Linked DNA regions of Zea mays: region 1 is linked to region 2. The links are chromatin contacts, called in public Hi-C maps. All regions are on one chromosome and are shown on one strand. Each heading gives the region's core, a stretch centred on a gene start, on an enhancer-like site or on the middle of the called end of the contact. The rest is flanking DNA. Distances are from core to core; before and after follow the strand shown.

The links. Hi-C and Micro-C count contacts between places; a contact is called where the count stands out from the background.
Region 1: a contact with region 2 is called in a Hi-C map of ear, with 2.7 times the contacts expected there. The contact joins the promoter of LOC103638586 here to the promoter of LOC103638580 in region 2. A contact is called at or near these places in 3 of 25 Hi-C or Micro-C datasets (ear, leaf and tassel).

Annotation. Positions count from the first base shown.
Region 1 is chr9:79,512,629-79,519,312 of Zm-B73-REFERENCE-NAM-5.0, reverse strand. LOC103638586 reads right to left here and starts at 1,951. Exons shown (of 7, transcript XM_035962594.1): 1 at 1,580-1,951; 2 at 781-941; 3 at 1-436. The coding sequence starts at 1,901. LOC103638584 (protein TIFY 3) reads right to left here and starts at 6,166. Exons shown (of 4, transcript XM_020544057.2): 1 at 6,084-6,166; 2 at 5,945-6,014; 3 at 5,785-5,842; 4 at 4,885-5,037. The coding sequence starts at 6,158. The coding sequence ends at 4,896.
Region 2 is chr9:79,296,515-79,303,877 of Zm-B73-REFERENCE-NAM-5.0, reverse strand. LOC103638580 (thaumatin-like protein 1b) reads right to left here and starts at 5,570. Exons shown (of 3, transcript XM_008661453.4): 1 at 5,240-5,570; 2 at 4,407-5,121; 3 at 1,562-2,145. The coding sequence starts at 5,291. The coding sequence ends at 1,959.

The sequences.
Region 1 (6,684 bases), core at 702-3,201, 220 kb before region 2:
GTCCAGCATCAATAAGGTCATATGAATGTTTCCAGAATAAGGTAGGAGTTAGACCACGTGCCCAACTCTCTTCATCATCTCCTGCTCCAGGAATATAGTGCCAACTGAATTCTGAAGACATCCTTTGTGTAGCAACTGCATCAGATGCAGAAATTAGAATTATAGGAGTGAAATCCCATGACTCAAGCTCCGGCACTTCATTTAACCATATACGTGTCCTTTGTGAGATCCATAGAGGACGTAGCGGTTTTTGCAAACCTACCGCAAGAGAATGAATATCTGCACCACATGATTCAAATTGGTCTGTCCATTCATCAATACGCCCCTCTATAGCATTTTTCTCTGTGCCTAGAACCCATACAGGAAGGTGCACTGAGCTATCCCAATTAGATAGATCAGAGTTGTTTTCTGCATCTCCATTCAGCAGGGTAGACGACTACAAAGAAAAGTGAAATATTATCAGAACAAGTGGACAAAGAAATTATATGATTCTTCAGACAAAAATTATAGAAATATAACAGAGATTATATCATAGACATTGCATAATCCAAGCATTAATTACTAGAAACAGTAGTATAATTTTTATCTAACATAACATTATTGGCCTCTATTAACAATATTTTGAAGCATTGCTGAACTAGTGAACCAGTTATTCCTTACACCATTCGCTCCTAAGTTAAGCTTAACCTAAGGATACAGTAAACAACAAGGGACTTCTGAGACATGTTCACCACACAGAATTATAGCAGGAGATAAAATTAGCAAGCCATAACTAACCACCTGATAATTCACTTCGGCACTTTTGTGGATAGCCTGCAGCCGATGCCTCTCAATCGCTCGGTTCAAGACAGAGCACCAAATGGGTATGGTCTTTGACATGCTATCAGGGAATCGTTTCCCTCTCCTTGTTGAATCAACTATTATGCACCCTCCTCTCTCCCCTGCTCCAAGAAAACAAACAAATAAACTGAGGCCAAATCAAGGTATTACTCAGAAGTTAAAGTATTTTGCATTCCCCAGGTCATCATATTCACTCAGAAGAGTGGATCACCCCAAAAACATTGACTCAAATATCCAGATAGTTTACCTAGGATATCTGTGCTTCAGTTTACCCCAAGATTGTGTTATGAATATAGATTATAGAGAAACCAATGAAGCAAAGTTCCTCGGCCTTCTTGGACAGGGAACAAAACTACAGTCATAAACCTTAAATTCTGGTTCAAGATTCCTGAAATACAAGAACATATGCTATACCCTGATTCAAGATCCTTGAAATGCTTTAACAGTAATATAACTTTACAATTTGTTATGGTCTTTCAAGAATTTTTCGTGAATCCCTCAAAAAATTATAATTTAATCCAATCCAAGTAAACTACCCGGATTAGCCGTCTCTCGCTTTGAGTAAGCACATCAACAAATTTTTTTGCAGTACGTAGTAGCAAGAGCCACCAAACTTACCAAAAGATGCACTACTATATAGTACTCTGTTGTCGATTATTTGTTCCCGGCTAGTTTATTTTTGAACTAAAACACGACAAATAAAAAATAACGGAGTGGGTAAGAGAGAAGCAGCTCGCACCAGCGAGGAGGGCGAGGTGGAGGTTGAGGCGGGCAGTTGAGAAGGACCAGTTCCCGGCGTGGCCATCCGTGGACTTGAAGTAGCAGGTGGCTGCGAAGGCACGGGGCGGGGCGTACCAGAGACCGCAGCGGAGGTTGGCCACCAGCGGCAGCGAGGGCCACAGCGCCGCGACCTCCGCCACGAAGGCCGCGTCCTCCGCCACGCTCCGCAGCGCGTTGTACAGCGTGCTCGCCCGCCGCTTGATGCACCGTGCCGCCTTGTAGACGCTCAGCGTCGCCGACGGCGCAACCTCGTCCGCAGCCTCCGGCGCCGCCGCGGCCATGGGGAGAGAGATGGGAGCTGCGGATTTGGACTTCTAGTCTAGAATTTGGCCCATCTAGTCCAAGCCCTTAATCATCTAGACAAGATGGGCCAAATTCTAGATCAATTCAAACTAGTGTCCCATCAACGCGAATCCTCCCGGATTTTTGGCCCACCCAAACGAAGCTGACAAAAAAGGATTCAAACATTATTCCATTGTTTCACAAACCAGAAACCACAATGTTTCTTCCTTAATTCATCACTAGGTCTATGCCCGTGCGTTGCCACGGGAAACACATGAAATCGTTATATGTTTGGTACCGCAAAACAAATAAAGTGAAAAACATGAAATATTTATACACACGATATTGTAAATCAAACAACATATCATAGCATGAGACTTCTCGACCTAAATTAGGTATATTTAAAATTTGCATGATGTCAACAACACGGTGTTTCAATCCAGACAATTTAATTTCCTTTCTAAACGCTACCGGATTTATATTTACAAATTTACATGGCTGCACCCACGTACATGTACATATGGCAGCAAATAAACCCTACACTACAATTCCCCTCTCTGCATTCTTGCAGTGTAGATGACTGACAGGTCACAGCCACAGGGTTAGGCTAGTCCTGTACTGCTACTGTACATGAACCAGAAACTGATGATCAAGGGCATATCTAGACTCATGTTCTAACAGTTTGGACTTCAGGGAGGACTTGTACATTCTGTACTCACTCGGCTCGCGTTCCCAGACCATACATTCTAAGTAACAGCGGGTATTAAACGGATTAACCTCTTCACATTACATGCACCAAGTACTTGTGTCAGTTACATGCTGCATAACTGTTGAGATCATGAGCATTTTAGATGTTGAATTCCTTGCCGGCAGTGATGTGTGGTCTCACCTTGAGCTCTAGGCTGTAGTAGCTACTCCACACTTCCCTTTCCTGGGGATACATGTCGACCACTGAATCATATAGCCATCGAGCATTTGTGAGGGCGCCATGGTCTCCGAGCGATGCAAGGCTCGCCTCTAGCTCTATGCAGTACTGCATCAACTTGAGGCTTGGCCGAGGTAAAGCAAGCAATCTGTGTCGACTGCAACAAGCAAAAGGCCAAGGTGTCATCAGGTCCCAACACTTAGGAGGCAATATTGACTGCATGCAGTTACTTTTTTTTTCCTGTTTTAACTTCAATGCACTCAGCAATGGGATGGGACTCTGGAGAAAGGCGGAAAATAAGCATGACCTATTAAAACCAAAACTACAAGTATTTAATGGAAAACAATTTCATGGCCTGAAATGCATCACGAACGATTTCAAGCACAGTCATAGTAGTAAGGTAAAACCCAAAGTTTGTCAATGTTGATCTAAGGAACTTACCATGTGCCAAACAGATCAAACAGAGAGCTCAAGTTCTCCTTATTCAATGGAGAGCTGCCAGAAGCAGTCGCCAACGAATTTATCTCCATAGAAGCTCTCAGGATCCACAAATTTGCAGCACTTGAAAGAGGGCCATCACAAAGCTTTTCTGCAAGAGTCTTAGCTTCCTCCAGTCTTAGCTCCGTCGCGTTCAGCGTGCTGTTCGAGGAAGCGATGGAGTTGGAGCACAGCGTCAGCGACAACTCCCTCGCTGCTGCCGCGGACGCGTTGGCTCCAATGCAGGAAACCTTATTAGCCATGAAGAAAAATAAGGGCATAAATTAACCAGATCTATTAACATATTTCAATTGCAATAAAAGAAGTAGAAACTTACTTCAGCACCATCTTCTTAGCCTCAAGAAACCTTCATCAACTACATATTTTTACAAGAACCAAAGAAATAAAATAAGAATTAATGATGTGTACATTTTACAATGCAACTATGCAAGTAACAATGTATTAAGCAACATAGTAAGCTAGCTCCCACACATATACCAGGATAGGATTTGAAAGGCAGCAGAAACACAACAAAACTAATTTTCTAATGAAAGGGTAGAGATTTTGTTACCTTGTTCTGCGAGGAGTTGATCAACCACCTTTCCAACCTTCAGTTGATAACGAATTGGCAACAAGAATAGCATAAGTACAAATCAGAGTTCATGCATGCATCCAGTCAATGTAGACACACCAGCAAACCTTGTTAAAGTGCTCGTACTGTCTATTTCCGAGGTCAAACACCCCAAGCCGAAGATTATTCAACCACTCGCCTCTCTCATTACCCTGCAGCCAAACCCAAAAAAGGCAATTAATACATAGTACCAAAGTGTCATCCACAAGTGCAACCATAAAAGAATTTGTATTACAACCTCTGAGAACCATTTATAAAACCTCGCCGCATTGTCAGTTGGCTCTCCATCGCCATAACTGCAACGACAACAAGACATGTTGGCAATTCACCAGAAACAAAATTCATACTTTCTCCATGCTTGATTAACTAACTTTAATCACACCACCCCAATTCTTACGTTGCTAGGAAGAACAATGTGATGCTCTCCTTAAGCTTATCCTCGTATTCCTCATCCTCAGCGGCGTAATCTTCCTGAACCCCAAGGCAACAGATGAGCTGACAAAAGCAAGAAATTTTGAGAAGCGGCATAAGGATGAAGCTTCATCGACATACCAGATCGACCACCTTGAAGACAGCCTTGTCGTACCTTACCTTGGCCTCTTCGGCGAGCGCCTACATCCACGCCCAAAAGTGCCGTCAAATCTGATCTTAGCCAGCGGTGCAAGCAAGCGAGCAGAGCGCCGAGCTCTGGCTGTAGTCTGTAGAAGGGACCGCAAACACAGCAAACAGAGGAGCAGAGTTTGAGTAGGGACCTTGGCAAAGCCCTCAGCGGTGCCGGTTTGCGTGCCGAAGAAGACAGTGACCCTCTGCCTGCCGTCGTCGGGGTCCGGCTCGTCCTTGGGCTTTGCGGCGAGCGGGCGCGGCGGCGCCTGTGCACCTTGCCTCCCTCTGCACCCTCTACCTCGGCTTCTGGCGCTTCCCAGACAACGCCACGCTCCCGCGGGGCTACGCTTTCACCGTTCAGACTTCAGACTTCGCGGCTCCCCAATCTTTCAAGATACTGGGCCTTGCGCCCTGCTTGCCGTCCACAGTCATCTCCATTCCCGCTGACTCCATGCCATCGAACGACTTGGCGGGGCTGTACGGAGCTTTGCTCACGACCCTGTTTCGTGCCATCATTTATTTAATCACTTGAAATCAGTAGATCCACGATAAAAAAAGTTATACTAAGAAACAATTCTAAACTCAGTTCTAAGATAAGGCAAAAACAGGCATCTAAAGCTTACATCAGAAAAAAAATGGTGCTAGTTTGCAACCTTGAGACTGGATCTTTAAGTGGCCAGCTTTTCCAAATAGAACAGGATAATACACAGGAACATCCCGATTCTCAGATATGTTATTTTCCTAACAGGGGAAAAACATGGTATTTGGAGCAGCTAAATGGGGGTAATGTTGGTTTTTGTATCTACTGCTGGTCCCAGAACTCTGTCTTGTGTTAATATCGATTTGCAGATTTTTTAAAAAAAATCTCAAGGGAGTTACATGATCCAAGGCTATTTGCAGCTATATGTTGTATTATGGAAGCAGGCTCTCTACCAATCTTTCTGTGAAGAAATTATAGATTTTTTTTAGGGATGTCATTGAGCACTTGTCAGCAGAAAGTGCAATCATTTAAATGCTATAACAGCAAATTTTATTTTATTTTTACCCTGCCTGGAGGACAAAAAACAGAATACGGTACAAAATATACTGTTGATTACTGTGGTGCCAATAGTCGGGGAAAAAATTAGTGTGGTACCACATACAGCAGTTTATAACAAAAGTTTTAAACATGTAGATTGTAGAATAAGAGGCCTAACAATAAGATTCAGAATATCAGAGCCCTGTTGCTCTCATGTATCATGCTAACCTGTCACGACGTTTCTCAAGGAAGCGCTGGAGAGAGTGCCTCCTGGCAATGGGGAGATCTGGCCAACAGATCAAGATAGTTTAAAGACGTGTTGGACAATGTCAACACTGGAAAAGGTATTCCATTTCTGGATTTTTACACAAAGATGTAGTGGTCTTACCAGCCTGAAGCTTGCTTATTGAGCTAGGGTCAGCAACAACCTGAGCTTGTCCAGCTGCTACAGAAGTGCTCTGCAGTGATGGAGACCGTGTAAGCACAGGAGAGAAGACTGCTGCTGGGGCGACAGTGGCTGTATGTACCATTGGAGGATTAAAAGCAGTGGCAGCACTGCCTTTGGTGGCTGCCGCAGCTGCCGCAGCTGCAGCTATAAGCATGATTGCCTGAGCCTGTCAATGCCAAATTAGTGTATTAGCATGTGTATTTTAACAGATGGTACAGAAGGACAAGATATCTGTAAATGGCGTGAAGTGTAAAAAGAATTGGGAGTGAGAGCAGACCTCCAAGATCAATGTCCCTTTTAAGGAACCGATGAGGATTATAATGGTCAGCATCATCACCCCAAACAGAAGCATCCATTTGCACGAGATGAAGAGGAACTACTAATATTGATCGCGCTGGCACAGTGACACCTGAGCCAAGAGTCAAATCTGCACTCAAGGAAAATGAAATCCAAAGTGAGTCAGAATGGAAAACATACGACAATTAAAACAGGACTACAGGTGACACACGGGTTTCTCTTGCAGCTAGATGTACAGAGTACAGACCAATCAAAATCAAACTTCAAACATCATGAATTCATGATCTCAACACACACAAAATCAGGATTGGCGAAGGCATTCAAACAGATTCCTCAAATGTCGATCAATCCTCTTGGCTGCCTCAACCACCAATGCCTCCAAA
Region 2 (7,363 bases), core at 4,321-6,820:
TGTGGGGATATATCTACAGTACAGTATAGCCATCAGGATATGAACACCCAGAATCTATTGTAACCACTATATTACTTTTGTATCTTCTCCTCCTTAGAATAAGTACACCCATGATTTGGTGTTGTTTTGCTGTTGTTACGACCCATCACATTTTAGTTCAAAAATGAACTAGCGATAAATATTCGAGAACCGAGATAGTATTTCTCATGTCAAATAATTTTTGTTATTTGTCTTCATGTAATCATTGTACACTAACATATTTTATCGTATAGTTTGTGTGTCGTCGCAACACACGTCAATAGTTTGAATTTAACCTATGCTAAGTGCTTCTTATAATTCATTATTTTTAGGCATTATCATTATTATCTACTCATAAAAATGTTCCTTTACTCCCCGGGGCGCATCATGGGTCACGTGCGCACCCCGGAGGCATTTGTGGGCTGGCGTGCGGGACCTTGAAAAAATGAGCTAAATAAAAATTGTGTCCATGTTAAAATCTCTCGTAGATGAGGTAAGGCAGTCTTATGGAAGTTTATGTGACTTTTGATTGGACTTTGCAGACTTGCCCCACCGATGTTTTATTTAGGTGATGAATATTTTAATTGGCTTTTCATGGTCTTGTGATGTTGTATAGATAAGATAATAATTAGCTTTTCATGATCTTGTTTGGTCAGTTATGGTTAGTGGGACTGGTACCTGATTCCTTCATGAGCATGTATGTTGTAAATTTTGAACCTCACTATTTATCTACTTCAACTTCTGTATGATGCCAAAATTTTCCTGCAACACTTTTTTTTTACCAAAATTGGTAACCTAATCAGGATACAAACCAACCAAGGCTGACTACAAGTTAAAGATGCTCTGTAAAAAGGAAGGATCAGTTTGACTTTATCTTTTTGCTGGTAGATTGCAATATCACATGGTACTCATAGCTTAAATTCTACACAGGTCTTGAAACCAGCTACAAAGCAGAAGTTGCGTTTTGAGGGAGATTCGTACAAGAAGGCATTGGCGGAGTTCCTGCAGGCTGTGCCAGCGTTTCTGGGCGGTAAATACAGCTGCCTGCGATGTGAGAGTCCTCGTGATGATTCAGTGATACAGGCAGGGGAAGGGAGCAAGAAGCAGCCCCGCTTGGTCAGCGTATGACGGGTCACCTGTCACAGACTTGGACTTCGACTTGAATGAAGAAGAGATCCCATCACCTTATAGCTGCGAGAACGCCATCAGGGCTGCGATAATCGGGCTGCTGATGGTGTGCATCTTCGTCGCGTTTCTGGCTGGGATGATCGACCCTGCATCCGTTCCAGCCAGTGCTTGAGAGCTTGTGGAATAGAGCATGCACGTACATGTGTTGCTAATTAGGATGCAGGGTGCTGTATTTCTTGGCAGGCTTCTTGTATGTTGTCATCAGACCGCCATAGAGCGCTTTCTCCTAGAAAGGAAGGTATATGTGTATCTGCCATTTATATAAAAAGCAAATATTGTAGCATTTGCAGCTGCTACCGTCCTTAAATCAGCACCGAATAAGTGGACTAATTGTTAACTTACGTAGCGAAGCACGGGCATATACCTAGTATCCTTATTATTATCGTAACCACTGACTTATATATAGAAAATGGAAGAAAAAGAGGATGTCTAGCCTTTACACAAACAAAAGAGCTCAACTGCTATAAAAATACATGTTTGTATTATCGTGTAATTAATAAATATCTAAGAAAACGCACAATAATGTCTTCAATCAAATCTGCATCGCCGCTACACACGTCTCTCTCGGCACGGGTGAATAATCACACCGTCGTCGGGGCTCGCTGGACCGCGAGGACCACCGCCGTCCACACCGGCAGGCAGGTGATGCGTCCATTTCTCGTTTCTGTCCTGCAATTTTTGTTCTTCGATCTGTAGGAGCACGATTGTCTCCCGCGTGGCGTCGCGTCGTCACTGTGCAGTGGGGCTCACCATCAGTACAGAGCCCCTGCTAGCGCGAGGGACACAACGGCGAGGACCACGACGTGGTGGAGGAGGCCGCTCGGCAGCCGGGCCGCGGCTGTGGCGGATCCGACCTGGTCGCCGCCGAGGTACACCATGGTGGCGTTCATCAGCGGCAGGGCTCCTTGCGCCTGCGGGCTACCTCCGGCCGCCTTGACGCTGCAGTTACACAGGAAACACAGACACAAAGAAGTCACACAGTCTGTAATCACACATGTATGACAAACCACTGAAACCAAGTACAAAGAGTAGCTAGGACCCTAATTAAAGACATGTGTAGAAGCAACCTAGTTTTTAGCTAGGAGAGACCAACTTCTTGGTATTTAAGAAGCTGAGAATCTAATTTCTATAAACTGAGGCATAAATAGATATGTTTGGAATCACCTCAATTTCCAAAATCAGTTTTTTTAAAAAACTGGGTACTTTCAAACAGGCCATAAGCCTCAAATAACATCATAGGAGAGTCATCATAGTGATTCTAACAGGGGGTTGAAAACTTGAAACCATGGGTATAAAGTAGTTTAGAAAAAAAAAGTACGTGGTCAAGTAGGGGTGCTCTTAGGGCATCTTGTTGCCTTGGAAAAAGTTTGTAGTTAGTGAGGCAAGATTTATTAGATTGATCTCATCTGAACTCGGCCAGGAAACCAAGTTAGACCTCTCCTATCCTTTTTGGAGGCATAATAACCACCTTAGTCGCGGTCCTCCTTTAGGCCACATAAATAAAAAGAGAAGAATGACAACATCTGATCTAATGTTCATCGGTACTTCTTCACCTTCATCGTATAAAACTATTGCTTTAAAAGAGTAGAGAATTCATTTTTTCTCCTAAGGCTATCCTTAATCTATAGTAACGTACTCATTTGTTAAATGTCATATAAACATTTTTAAATAAGCTGCGAAAGAGTTAAAGAGGAAAGTGAAGAAAGTCGTATCTTGAGAGATCTTGGATCTATTTAGACTTGAATTATCTACGTGACTCACATCTCATGTTTTATATGTGCTAATCTCTATGTTCCAATTTATAATGTATTTAACTTTTTATGTTAAGTTTGACCGTCTCTTATTATTCAATTTTTTGGTTAAAAAAAATAAAAACCATATTTGAAGTACATTATATGCTTAATGACATCACATTAACGACATCACAGTAAAAAATAATGATTTTTTTGAATAAGATAAGTTAATCAAATTTAGGGTAAAAAAGTCAAATAAATTATAAATTAAATAGTGGGAGTGATATTTATATTCTGTAGAGGATAGTAAAAACGGGTAAAAGGGTAGGTGATCTGAGGAAGGGGGAGCCGTCGTGACTCGTGCGGGCTGGGTTTGGGAGGAGCGTAGGATCCGAAGAGGAGAGAACTACACGGAATCGGGACATTCTCGAGGAAAAGTGAGTCACGGCGTGGGCTCGTGCAGAAAACAACACATGATGCAAAAGAAAGAAAGAAAAAAATACACGGAACACGGGAAGGAGGCGTGTATCGTGCAGATTTCGCAACACACACAAAGTAGTGTGGTCAACACCAAAATCAATTCGTGGACCTGCACCCAGGGCCAAGGCCAACACAAACCAACAACACAAACCAAGCGGCGGTGGATCGATGCTGACTCGTGGGATGTGGACGTGAGGCGCCTGCAGTATGGACATGGACATGGACATGGACATGGACATGGACGGACGCGTACGCGCCGCTCGGCATATGGGGGTGGGCAGGCAGGCGGGCGGGCGGCACCGCCGTTGCTGCCGACTGCCGACACGGATGGCCATTGACGCGGACACGGTTGCACGCGGTGGCTCGCCCCTGGGCTGGACCTCACCTCACCGGTGCGCGTCCTGCATCTGCGCGTGCTTGCATCATAGGATGCGAGTAGCTGCTGTTTGGTTGCTGTGAGCCAGGTTGTACGCGTGCAAGCTCTGTGTTTGGTTGCCTGCATGTAGATTTAGATCCAGGCTCGCACAATCCTTAAAGCACCCTGGGCCAGGCTCACCAGATACGAGCAGATTGATCGCATCTCCAGAGCCAGGCTCCAGTGATCCTGGCTCACACAGCCAGATTGGCAAGAGAAACCAACCAAACAGACCCTAAACTGAGCGCCAACGAGCACCTTGCGCGGTGTGTTCTGTTGCCGACCGGGTCCGTGACACAAATGGTGATGAGCTGGTGCCTGACTTGTAGCTTCTGGAGCCAGCCGTTTTGGTTTCATGTAACTTGGCTCGCATAGGCATGCTTACGCACACGAAATAATAATAATAAAAAGTGAATCTTTTTTTTCTCGCGTGACACTACACTAGTGACGAACAAGAAACTTGTGATTTGATCCCTAATTAATAATAAGTGCTAGGCCGGCTTCAGTCGTTCAGTAGATAGATAGATATATGTCGTATGAAACGTCGTATCTATCGTATGCGCATGTATTACCTGGTCGTGCTGGGGCAGAAGGTGATGGCGTAGGCGGTGTCGCCGGCGCAGGTGAAGGTGGAGGTGGCGTCGTCGTAGGCGTAGCTGTACGCCCGGGGGCACGCGTTCTTGAAGAACTGCGAGTACGCCGACGGCTTGCAGGTGCTGGGGTTCCCGTAGTCGCCGTTGCAGCAGTACTGCGCCGACCCGAACGCCTCGCACGCGCTCTTGCAGGCCACGCCGCCGCCGCCGGAGGACGTCGTCGAAGCCGCCACGCGCAGGTCGGCGGGGCACGCGCCGTTGAGGTCCGCCATGCAGCCGGTGGGCACGCAGCTGCCCCCCGCGGCAGCGGCCGCGCCCTGCGGCGCCACCAGCATCGGCAGGTTGTACCCGTCCACCAGGCTCACGTCGTAGAAGTCCATGCCCCCGCTGCCGTCCATGGTGAACTCGGCCAGCGTGGCCGGCGGGGCGGCCCCGCCGCCGCCGCAGTCCTGCCTGCCCGAGCCGCAGTCGCCGGTCACGCAGGCGAACCGGCCCGTGGCCGCGTCGGTGGAGCAGAGCGTGCGGCCCCACAGCCGGCCCGACCACCCCGACGGCACGCTCAGAGCGCGCGACTCCCCCGGCGCCAGCGCGAAGCCTGTGGTGTCCACCCCCGCGGACCCGGCGCTCGAGAGGATCCCCGGCCACACCGTGTGCTCGCAGTTGTTGGCGATGGTGAACGACTTGGACGCCGCACCTGTTCCATTTCCAACCGGCACCGAACCAAACAGCGCAGCTAGCTAGATTACCAAACATGCATGCATTGGATTGGAATAGAAAGAAACGGATCAGAGACCTGCAGCAGCCTAGCTTACCAATAATTGAGGCAGCGAAGAAGCTGACCAGGGCTAGGTGTGCTCTCGCCATGATATTGCGGGCGGGAGAGAGAGAGCGCTCTCCGCTTCCTCTTGTGCGCCAGGATGGATGGAAACGTGATTTTTGTTGTCAACGGTGTGGGCATGAGCCGCTCATATTTATAACAAAGCGCAAATTGGTACGGGACCCACTACTACACTCCGATTTTTGCTACCGTATTAACTTGAACCAAGCACGCATATGTCAAACAAAAATCAAGATGACCCGTCCACGTCAAGAATGGTGAACAATAGCGAAGTCAATAAATGTTGCACGCAACCTCAACCTTAGCATCAACACATCGACCAATCAAGACAAGTAAGCGATGCTCACGCGGTATATATGTCTCAAGCTAGCTAGTGGTCAAAGACAGGATCATGAAGATAACGAACCGTGATGACATTTTTGAAAGGCTTAGGGTATGTCTCGGAGAAGGGGATTAGAGAGGATGATATTTTTAGAAGGTTTAGGGCATGTTTGGGAGTAGGGGGATTGGAGAGAATTGAGGAGGCTAAAATCGTTTTGCTATTAAATTTTGAATAGCAGGGACGTAGGTTCTTTAGAACTGAACCTCGAGAAACAAATTGTTGTGTCTTGTACTCTTTACTTTCTGCAATTTGTTTTTTCCTCTCTCTATAAGTTCATTCTATAATCTTGACTTGTGATATTGCTATCGTATTAATTCGCAATCAAGAAGAGCATCAAGTGCAAGAACTTCCCTCTCTCCTTACTTTATATTGTTTAAGATTTTGAGCTAACATCTAATTTGGAAGTCAAGTGTGCTTTAAGTTGTGAAATTTCAGGGTGTTGCCTATTCACCCTCTTCTAGACAACTATCAATTGATGTTGGTGCTCGGCGCTTGATTTGAGGGTCTAACAATCTGAAGCGATGTCGGGAGAAGAATCCCAAGGGAAGGAGATGGACAACCATAAGGAGAAGGAAGTGGATAAGACGCAAGATGAAAAGCCCATCGACTCGCACCGCAAGAAGGATGGCAAAAAGAAAAGGATGAAGAAGGTCGTCTACTACAAGACCGACTCATCTACATCTCCATCAACATCAAGTAGCAGCTACTCCACCTCCAAACATCACCAACAAAAGATAGTTAAATATAACTTTAATCGCACTTTATTTAATTATTCTCGCATTCCTTACAATTCAAATACCCAATTATTTTTCATTCCTATTGGTAAACCACCTCACTTTGATGGTGAGAATTATCCATGGTGGAGTCATACGATGAAAAGTCATTTATAATCACTCCACCCAAGTATTTGGGATATTGTTTAAATAGGAATTGTTGGTCACTTGTTCTCAAATGCTATAGATCAAGAACAAGGCAACACAATTGTTAATGGTTAAAGACCTTCATCCTTCGAAGCATCATTTCCTCTCGGATATAATGATCTTCAGATGAAGGTCATGAAGGATATACCTTCTGTTGGCCCTTGTTCAAAGATGCTATACATCAAGAACAAAGCAACACAATTGTTAATGATAAAAAACTTTCGTCCTTCGAAACATTATCTCCTTTCGGGTATAATGATCCTCAGACGAAGGGCATGAAGGGCATACCTTCATCATCTCAGTAAACAAATACAAATGAAGGTGCATAAAATACGAAAGAATGTAAATAATGATGACATATAGACAAATTATTAACATTCTCATTTCATAAACGTGAGTAAATATTCACAATATTTATATTACATTGATACATTCGGCTTGTCAGAAGGTGAAAATGTGAGAGTGACGCGAGAGCGATTACAATGCAGCGTGAACAGTACATCGGTACTGTTCATCTATTTATAGGCACAGGACGCAACCCAGACAAAATTACATCCATGTCCCTGATAACTAATTATAATCATAATGCAAACTATTAAGGACTATATAGTCTTTTCCTATTTAAGTCGGTATTGTCCTTCGCCTTTATCATAATACCAAGCCGAAGCTCTCTCGGTCATAGCTTCGGCTTTGTCCGCATCATCCTCGGCTTATATCTTCATGTCGCACCTGCCTTTGTACTGTCTTGCCGAAGGTGTTTTTGCCTAGAGGACCTTCGACGGAGAAGAAGACCCCC